2 separate regions of the Zea mays genome follow, and region 2 is linked to region 1. A link is a contact called in public Hi-C data. All regions are on one chromosome and are shown on one strand. The core of a region is the stretch at or near the end of the contact, and the rest is flanking DNA. Distances in the headings are between cores, read along the strand shown.

Region 1 (5,501 bases), core at 1,427-3,926:
CAGAACTGCAGGGAGCTGCGTCAAGCGGCCCCTGTGTATAAGGAAAAACTTAAGAAAAGGCTACATCGCTAAAGAGATCTTAATATTCTTAGATGCAAATTACAATAAAAAGCTCAGCAGTTGTAACCTTATTTAGGTGGGATGAAAAGCTTTGGATGCTGCTGTGTTACATTTTTTCCTGATACTATAGATATTCTAACAGAGACGAAAACAAAAACGAACACACCAACTTTTCACATACTTTGAAATCATGTTAAGGGGCCTGACAAGGAAATGTTTGATAAATTGCATAGAGGTGAACTCAATCTAAGCAGGTCAGCTATGGTTTGATCACTCCAATCCCTAAGTTAACTGAAGCCAATACCATCAGACAGTGAAGACCTATCTGCTTATTGAATGTGGATTATAAGTGGTTTGCCAAAATTCACACAATGAGGTTGACTCCTTTGGTGGATAAATTAATCACCAGAAAATTAAACTACGTTCAGACCTGGGGGTGTATCTTGCAGGAGTTTATTCTCTTATATGAAGTTCTACATGACCTCAGAGTGAAAAAATAAGAGATTAATCTTGGAAGTGAACTTTGAGAAGGCCTATGATAAAGTACGGTGGATCTTTATGTTAGAGGTGTTACATATTTTTCCCAAACTTTAGTTGACTGGATGAAGCAAATTGTTTGGAGGTACTGTGGGAATAAACACAAATGGCACACATGGAGTGCATTTCAGGACATACAACGGGTTGATTGAAGGAAGAGGACCTTTTATTTCCATTGCTGCTTAAACTTTCTAGTGAGTCTGATTTGGTATAGGGAGGCTTATATCATTTACAGAATGCTGATGATACTGTGATCTTCCAGAAGTTGGATGACCAGAATATCGACACTAAGTTCTTGCGGTTATGCTTTGAGAATATATCTGGGGCAAAAAAATAATTTATAAACAAAGTTTTTGTATTGGAGTGTCAGAAGAAGAGTTGTAGTCATTTTCGATGATAAAGTGGGAGAATATAATATGAAGTACCCAGCAATATATATAAGAAGGAAGAAGTATCTGAGTGATGTAGATTTTTATAAAAGGAATAGCAGATATGGTTCCCAATTTTTTCAGAGGTTTGCATTGGATTAAAAAACTATTGCAAAACTTGGGTGAGTGGTCCGAGTTTATGTTTTAGAAAAATTTTGGGTGCAACAGAACAATTAGAGTGCCAAGAATTTGGGGAGTTAATGGACACAATGGAATGAGTGAGGGTGAACACATAATGAGCTGAGCTTTGGAAAAATCTGGATTGTTTTCTACATCCTCAGATTACAAGGCACTGGTTTTTTTCCAGGAACCATAAATACAAGGATGGTAAAAATGTAGAAGCCAAATTTGCCCATAAAAGTAAGGACCTTTCTGTGCAATGTCATTTATGATAGAATTTAATAGGCAGAGAAAGTGTTTAAGAAGCATTGCACATTGGCATGGAGTATTAAGTGTAAACTCTGTGAGCAACCTTATACAGCAGGCCATGTTATTTCTTGGTGTCCAATTGCTAGCTTTATGTGGAGTGTGTGCAAAGACGGGATGGGATGGCAAATTCTCCTAAGGGTGTCGCTGGATGGCTGAGCAACCTGCTTGGAGCAGGGCAAATGCCTTTAGAAACTTTGAAGGGGCATGATTTTAGGCAGCACTCTATCTCAGTCCAACCAACAAAATTTGGAGAAGTTAAATCATTATGCTGTCATTTAAGCATCAGTTATCCAAAAGACTCAATAATCATAACCAAATAAGAGCAATATGCAGAGTCTTATAACAAAGGCTAAACGCACTCTTTGAATTTATCATAGTGTATATTATTTTCTCACACCACTCCACCGGGCTCAGGACCTAAAACTAGCACTACAACCCATACTAAAGGAACATAAATGAACAAAAAGAATGCCGCACTCAGAACCTGAAAACTATCACTCAAACCATACTAAACAAACAAAAACGACTAGCATTTACGTACCGTTCGCCTCCGACCCATCCACCAAGCCTTCCTCCGCAATACCGTCGCCCTCCTCCTTCAACTCTTCCACCTCCTCGGGGTCCTCTTCCGATGCCTCGGGCTCCTCATCCAGCTCTTCCTTCTCCCCCTCTAGCTTTTCAGGTTTGACCTCCTCCCCAGGCTTCAGCGCCGCCAATGGCTCCATCAACTCAGCCTCTTTCCCATTCGCAGTTTCCGTCTCCTCCTCCACCTCCTCCTCCTCCTCCTCCTCCTCCTCCTCCTCCTCCTCCTCCTCCTCCTCCTCCTCCTCATAGTCATCATCATCACCAGGATCCTCCTCCCGCGCCGCCTCCTTATCCGGCTCCTCAACTGGAGCCGCGGCCCCAACCTTCATCTCTTTGCCCTCGACGCACTCAACACCTGCCCCAGCACCGGCGTCGGCTGTGGTTTCTCCCTCGGTGATGGTAGGCGCCAAAGAGCTGCCATCGTCGGCGGCTGATGTGGTCATTCCGGCTCGTAGGCCGTGGTACGGTGAGGTTAGGGTTTCTGATTCGACGGAGAGGATAGGTAATTGGAGATGGAGATGGAGACGGAGCAGCGTGTTATTGCGCCTTCTCGACTTCACTAGAATGCCTCTCTTTTTTAAATCGGAACCATCGAGATCTTGCTTTCGTATGAAAAAAAATGCCTACAAACAAGAATGTTTGCAGTCCCTCACAAAGAGGAAGATAGGCTCTATTTGTATTAACAATAACATAACTAAAACATTATCTAGTAGACCTGTAGGTGGGGTCTATCCTCCTTTCTGTGAGAGACTGCAAACATCTGTTTTGCAGCCGGGCTGCATAAAAAAATTTCCTTCGTTAGGAGCCGCATTTTACTGTTAGATAAAAAACTAGTACAATGATCATGTATACGATGATAATAAATTATTTAATAAAATATTAATGTATAACGATTATATAAAAACTAATAACATATATATTAATATTATTATCGACATTAATATCTTACATATTCTTTTAGAACTAAATTGATATAGAGAGTGAGAAAACATTAGAATTCATTTATGTAAATCTAACCATTGCAACTGAATTTATTGTTCGAAATATATGATATAAATCCTGAAGCGATATTAATAACATCACTAAGATGGTGTTTGGTTGAGAAAATGTAGTGGTAACACTAATGTTTATGTTATTCATTATGATCTGTCTAGGTTAATTTTGATGGGACCCAATAGGTCACCCTAGTTTAGTCATCTTTATACCTTGTTTACCACTGAACTTTTGGGTAGTATATGTTATTGCTTTATGTGGTTTTGGATGTTAAGCTACACATTATTCAAGATCATGCTTTTATTACAAATAAGTTATTTATTGTTCATGACAAGATCATTATGTTAATTGGAACATGGAGCGACCACCCGGGAAAACAGTGCTACCACAAGGGTGGTATGGGACGCCCTTGGCTGACCAATTAGGAAAACTAGTGGAGTATTATCTTACCCGAAAGGAGCAAGGGCGGTAGGGGAGTTGTCCATATAGGGAGGTTCTCGGGTTGATCTTGCTGAGATGGCTTTTTAGACGGGGGATTCCTATATTGCTATCCTCAGAAACCGTAGCAGGTTTTCTGAAGTTAGTAGAACTTTATAAAGGCCTCATAGTGTTACCCTGCCTCGCCTCCTCGGTAGAGGTGTATGGGGCCCATACAACCCCATGACAGATGGGTAACATGACTTGTGGGTAAAGATGTGCAACCTCTGGAGAGTGTAAAACTGATATATCAGTCGTGCTCATGATCATGAGCGGCTCGGACCCTCACATGAGTAACTTATGAAATTAAACTTAATCGGTCATTTGTATCACATTGCAGTTTATTTATTAATTATGATCTCTCATTATTTAAGTTGGTATTTACTTATACTTAGTAACTGTTAATAAAACTTGACCAACTTTATTAAAAGCAATGCTTTGCCTTAACCATTATTTGTTGATCAGCCTGACACTACATATGAGTCCCCATTTTTGGTGTGCTCTGCACATTATTCCCCATACTTGTTGAGCTATAAACTTTTGTGAGCTCACCCTTGCGATATATAAACTCCCCCACAGGTAAAGAGCAGGTAGCCCAGGAGGAGGACTACTATGAAGAGTTTGATGAAGTCTAGGTGTCATCTCCCAGTCAGCTTGTTGGCGCCAAGGAAATAATATTAGTTCGCTTATTTGTTATCATTTATTTTTGTAAGACACTTTCAGTTTGTGACATTTATCTCTATACACTTGGTCATTATATGTGTTGTTCTTCCTTGGCGCACATATGAGACGTACCTGGGTTTACCCCTTAAATTTGGGTGTGACAGAAATGGTATCAGAGGAAATGTTGACTGTAAAACGAAATCTATATAGAACTGGACAAAACCCTTACTTACTTACCTTTACTCTGATTCTTTCTATACTTTTCATGATCCTGTCTCACCTTTGGTTGTTCTACTCTGACTACTCTTATCTTTGCTACTCTAGACAGATGTCGGTGTTTTGGGTCCGACCGCGCACCTGGGGTTGCCCCTCGAGGTGCTTTTTGGAGTAGGACGGTGTTACCGACTGTAGCTCGATGGTTCGTGCTAGATGCACGAGAGACAGTGGACAATTTTATACAGGTTCGGACCGCTTGGAGAGGCATAATACCCTACTTTCTGGTGTGGATCTTTTATGTGGTGGGTTACAGGAGAGTTCTCTAGTACGAGGGATGCTAGAGAGCTGAGTAGACGGCTAATGGGTGAGTTGTTCTTTGATGGGGTGCCCCCTAGGTCTTATATACTCGACCGTGGAGCGTTACATGCGGATATGATAACAACGTGCGCCTAAGTAATAGTGAACTGACTGAGCTTATCTTCCTATAATTCTGCCGACTTATCCTTATTCAGTTCCGACGTCTGAGGGCACAGCGCGGGAGAGTCGGATCACTACTGCGGATAACGCTTAAATCCATTGGGCCGCCCGGGCTCGAGTTGATCCAATCTTGCGTCGATCCACTCTGCCAGACATTCCTCCCCAGGCCACGAAGGGATGGTCTTGCGAAATAATGGACCCAATGCCTTTCGCGAGGTCTTCTAGTCTTCTAGTGGACCCGGGGGATATCTGTCCCCCACAAGCCCCCAATCTTTGAGTTGATTTTGAAATAATCGGCCCAAAGATTCTAGGTCCAGCTTGCAGTTTTGATTTTAAAACATGGATGCTTTGATAGTACCCTTGTCAAGTCGTTGCTTCTGAGCTTTGATCGGTCAGCTTATGCTTTAGAGATCAGCATTTCGTTTTTGGGGGTTGAAGATTCATTGGGTATAGCCCCCGAGCTTTGAGTGGATTACTGAAAATAATCCACTCAAAGGTCTTCATTTCCTGCCTTTTAGAAGTCGTTGGTTCATCTTTGTCCTATGCTTTAGAAATCAGCATTTCATCATTAGTTCATGCTTTAGAGATCAGCATTCTGTTTTCTGGGATTAATGATTCATTGGGTGCACCGGAGGT
Region 2 (5,501 bases), core at 1,825-4,324, 340 kb after region 1:
AAGTCTTCCATATGAACAAACTTCCAAAAAATGGGAAATGCAATTGTTTCAGAAGAGTGGTAAACTATTTTTGTGATTTACCAGTTGAAGTTCCAACAGGGCATGAACCTCCATCAAAGTTATAGCCAAGTTCAAATCACAGCACAGAAAATTTCACAACACAGATGTCATGGTTGGAAACTTGGAATTACAGAACATCACATGTTTATAGCCCATTCATTAAGGTAAGTTTGCACTTTGCAATACCTTTGGCCACAAAATATGGTGTAAGTACCACGAATTAACTAGAGTTTCGTAGAACCTTATGACTACAACTTGAATGAACAACCATTATCTGCTGGCTTTGGACACACAACATAAGGTAGGAACAGAAGATTTGACAGAAAGGGATCTCCACGTTGGACAAACATAAGATTACTGTGACCCCACCTTGACCCTAACAAAAACCAAATTGAGGCAACCCACACGTAAGCTCTCAACTCGACACGCACTAAATTCGTCCACAAACATAAATAAGATTATCAAAAGGCAAAGCTGAACCAACCTCACTGGATCTTTCAGATCAAAAGAGGCACTGTTACTGGAAACGGTGAACAAAAATGACTATCATGGGATACAAATTACAAACAGTGCAATGCAAACAGCAGCCCAAAACTGCCCTACTGCATGATTCAGTCAGAAAGACCCTCATAACATAACCAACCCAGACCTTGCTACATTCTCCAGCAGGTCAGAGCATGGATGCTGTCAAAAGCAAATAGCAAGAAATGATTCAAAACTAGAGAGAGCCAGAACTCCTAAAACCCGGAAAATCCCACTAGAGGGAGCATAGATAAGACTAGGGATGTAAACGGGTTGGGACAAATCGTGTTCCGTTCCGCACCGATTTCTATATTTGTCCCCCTCGAATTCGTATTCTCGGAAAAATGTGAAACGGAATAAGATAAACAAAAACGGTTCAGGCTATATCTCAATCATCTTTGTTTATCCCATATTAATATGGGATTATACCGTATTCAATACGATATATCCCGTTTTATGTTGTTAGCCGGCCCACTACCATGCCCACATGGTGTATCCTGTATTTCTGTATGCAAATTTGTATCATGTATTTTTGCATGCAGAATTATAGGATGACAAGGACATAGAGGTGAAGGACCATGAGGATGAAAGTGGGTACCCAAATCATTAAGACAAATTTAATATTTTAAAATAGACATGTATGAAATTTTTTTCTCATGTTATCAAGCACATTATACAAATAAGAATAAAATTTTGCATAAATTGTTTTATATATTATTTGCTCCCAACAACAAACAAGGTGAAAAAATATTTGTATCCGTATCCAAATTTTATATCTATCATTTGAGAAGATATATGATAAATTTGAGGTTTACCTTTTATGAACATTTACAAGTTCAATGCAAAAAACAAGAATATTAATTTGTATAGCAAATTCTATATTCTATTTATTCACAATCAAAGAAAAAGACCAAAAAATTGATATATCCGAATAAGTATCTGTTTTCATCCCTAAGGGCTAGGAGCGGGATGACGAAGAGAACGAATATATGGACTGTGATCATAATGTCATGGGTGACCATACTGAGCTTGAGTTATAGTTGTAGGGTACCATTTTTAGTTTGAGTTAATGTGTTATGTGTGGTGGACTTTTATGAACTACCAGTGTGCTTGTGTAATTATGTGTGTATATTTAATTAATTACACATTGATATTGGCTTGTTACTTGTTTTTATAGACCTATTAGTAATATTTCTCTATGTACTTATGTTACCTATATTAATATATTATTATCATATATTTGTTGTTCATTGATGAGACTATGTATGATATAGATGGTGTTTTAGTTTTATCTTTCCAATTTTCGACCGTTACCGATGCATTTCTGTTCGGATTAGTTTATTTTCGTCATCCCAAACATCCCGTGTCCAATCCCGTTTCCGACAATTCTGATCCTGAATCTGTTTTCGAATTAAAAAGTATAAATGAAAACGAGAAAGGGTTTGTTCCGACCAATTCCGTCCGTTTACAGCCCTAAATAAGATCCTCCTACTCCCTAACTCCTGGCCATAGACCCATAGTGCACCAAATCTACCAAACCCATGAATAATACCAAAATTTCCATGGTCTCCGATCTCGGCGTACCTATCTGCAAGAATTTGATAAATACTCCACTGCTTGCAGTGATTCCCTACGAGAAGCACACAAACCCTGAACGAGAAAGGCATCACAAAGACCCTCCTGTTCCGCAGCGACCGCAGGGCCGACCTGCCGACGCCTCCGTGCCGGCACCAACACAAAGTACGAAACACCCAAAGTCCCGACGCCAACACAAAGTACCAAACACCCACAGTCCCCAGTCACCACAGGTTCCGAGGAGACCCGCGCCCGCGACGTGGAGAGATGCTTCCGCCTTGGAGACACCCGCATCTCCCGGCTGCCCGGTTGACCACGACCGGAGCGTTGACCGAATCACTCAGATCAGATCGAAGCACCCGACCTCAGGAATCAGGAGTAAACAAAGCGCACGGGATCACGGGGGATGGGAAGCGGGCGGGCGGACGGGACGGCTCACCTAGCTGCGGCACGACCGCGAGGCGGCGCGCCTCCGCCGAGGCCATCGATTGGGCTCACAACCAGCGGCCGCGCACCATGCAACCCGCTGGACCGGCCCCGGGGAGGAGAGGCCGACAAGCGAGGACCGGAGGATGTGCTCGCCCGGGGATCCGAGCAGCGCTGGGTGGGGGTGGAAAGGGTGATTTCTGCAGGATTCTGGGTGTTGGGAAAGTGAAACGGAGAACGTTTCCTCGCTCACTCCGTCGGGGTTTAGCTCAGAGCTTAGCCGCCCGAATGGTACTGGAGAGGCCTGGAAGTGCAAGGGGAGGGGGGACTGGTGCAGGCGCAGCTGCGAAAGGGTAGTGAGTGATTAGAGGAGTGATATGGCGAGATGACCGTTTTGCCCGCGAGATTAAGGAATCTTCGTTCCCTGATCCTGGTCTCCTGTCTCAGGTGGTCGTGTCGCGGTACAGCTTTTTTTCTGGCCAAAATATGGTTAAGAGAATGTAAGGATTACGTGTGAATGACCATAAAGGGGTATATAGGGTTTAAAATCTACAAATTAGATGGATTCCTACTGTCGTGACGATTCGGTAGATTATGTGTTCACGTTAATTTTAGTCAATTTTCACTTAAACGATTCTTATAAAAGCTACATAAAAAATTAGACGTTTGTCAGTCTACATAAGCTTCTGGTGATCAGAATCCAGAATCAGTAAAAAAGTTAAAACAAATAGAACCAATATAGGCAACATCGGATCAGTTACTTCTCAATCCAGTAGTATCTCTCGTGCTGAGGCAATTATAGTAATCACCATAGCAAGTCATGTCTCTTGCATATGGACTTTAGCATACCCTAGCGGATGGGCATGCTAGTTGTACAATGGTGTATGACTCTGTTGAACACCAAAAGTAGTGGACGGTTCCACTCTAGAGCTCGGACGTTTCGCGCCCTCACGATCAGATTAACTCGGACGATTATCCTTATCTTGTGGGTGGTTGTCTATCTAATTACGTAGTATTTATTAGCTATCGCATAAGAATGGGTCTAGACCTCCCATATATATAAAGGGGTACAGTCGATTAAGAACCCTAAACACATTTCAATCGAACCAATTACTTTATTTATCATCCCTTTATCGTTCCTGTCCTAGCAATCTATTGTAGCATAGTCTAGTTGTAGCTTTCCACATATCCGGCTCCATCTCTATTCGACTCTACGTTGTCTAGATCTGTCTTGTGTGGTCTGCCGACCCCAAGACAATCTAAGGATCTTACCTCTCCCAGGACAAGATCTGGTTATCAATCCAAGAGATCTCTTCCTCGAGTTGATCTCTTAATTCCTATGCGACTCTACATCGTCTAGGGACGCCCGGGTGACCTGTCGACCCGAAGCACACTAAGATCTCTCCCCTAGAGACGGGATCTAGATTCCCATGAGAAAGAAGACGACCATGCACCATCGCGGATCGTCCAGCCCAGAGCGGACCGTCTGGTGCGACGCAGGAAAGGAGTCTCTCATGCGCCTAGGTCGCGGCCCGTAAAACCTAGAGTTGTCGATCGTCCGCGCCGCCGCAAAGGGCGTCGCTAGACGGTTCATCTCCCAATGTTTGGCGCCAGATCGGTGCCAACACACTTTTTGGCGACTCCGCTAGGAACGAAGGTTGCAGATCTACAAAATCAGGCTTATATGGCCGATTCTAAAGATATCAACGGTGTTTCTCCAAACATCAACACAAGGCTGACTAATTTTTCAGTCGTTGAGCATAAGAAATTACAAGATGACATGAAGAAGATGGACGAGGACATCCAACGAGAACAAGATCAGGTGCTCAAGGTGGCAAAGAAGTGGTACCTCTCGCACTTTAGGGTAGATTACCACCAGAAGGTCATCCGGGAGAGAGAAATAAATGTCGATTATATGTCAGTCGTGTCGCAGAAGCTCCCCACGATATGTGATACCAAGTCAGCCGATGATATTCATTCAATTAAATTTTCTTTTGATAATTGGATTAAAAGTATCAAAGAGGATATAGAGAAGATGGTGCATGCATTAGGAAAAACTCACATGCCCAATTTTTTCACATAAATTGGGAACCGAAACAATTGCGCCAAACATATCGGCAACAAATTGGATATGTCAGTGGACTCATATCCAAGACGACCATCACCGCCATCTTCGCTAAACGGTGGGTCAACTCTGAGCATGCCCAGACTGTCTGCACACGATCTTGGATCGTTCGCACCTCCATCAGACCGTCTTGCACCCTACGCCGGACAGTCCAGAGTCACATAGAGCCCATCACAAGGTTCGCAGGCGTTACCCGGCACGACCAGACAGTCCGAGATTAGTACCGGACCGTCGAAGAATAGTACCTGACCGTCCGGGAATAGTTCCAGACCGTCCGGTTCGCTTGCAAACGGTCCGACTACACAGGTTGGACCATCCGAAGAACCATAATTCACCTGTGATTAGCCTAGTACAGAAGGTCGACATAAAGATAGTCGGCCACCTAAGCCCCAAGAGCCAAAAAGGTTGCACGTCGCTGAGTTTGTTTGGCCTGCTAAGGTCAAATCTTCTGCTTGCTCTCACCCGCACTTGACACTAAAGGGGAAAGCTAAGTTCATATTTAATATTACTAAACTAAGTATCATAAAATATTTGATGAGTTACTTAAGCATGGTAATATTAAATTGTCACATAAAATTCCTCCGGTTGAAGAATTAAAAGGGCGTGTGTATTATAAATGGCATGTCTCCTTTCTTCATAACACCAACGATTATGTTGTCTTCCATCGGCAAATACAATCGTCTATAAACGAAGGTCGGTTGAGATTTCAAGAGGTGAAGTTTGACAGGCAACATGTCCCTGTCGCCACATTAGAGCCGACGAGTAAAAAAAGTTAGTTCGGCCATGTGCGGCT

The links. Hi-C and Micro-C count contacts between places; a contact is called where the count stands out from the background.
Region 2: a Hi-C map of leaf shows a contact between it and region 1, with 6 times the contacts expected there. The contact joins the promoter of LOC103626260 here to the promoter of LOC103626258 in region 1. A contact is called at or near these places in 3 of 25 Hi-C or Micro-C datasets (endosperm, leaf and tassel).

What each region holds. Positions count from the first base shown.
Region 1 is chr5:39,363,970-39,369,470 of Zm-B73-REFERENCE-NAM-5.0, forward strand. LOC103626258 (heterogeneous nuclear ribonucleoprotein Q) reads right to left here and starts at 2,677. Exons shown (of 12, transcript XM_008646653.3): 1 at 1,996-2,677. The coding sequence starts at 2,482.
Region 2 is chr5:39,702,061-39,707,561 of Zm-B73-REFERENCE-NAM-5.0, forward strand. It overlaps LOC103626260 (calmodulin-binding transcription activator 3), which reads right to left and starts at 3,075. Exons shown (of 13, transcript XM_008646655.4): 1 at 2,597-3,075. The coding sequence starts at 2,642.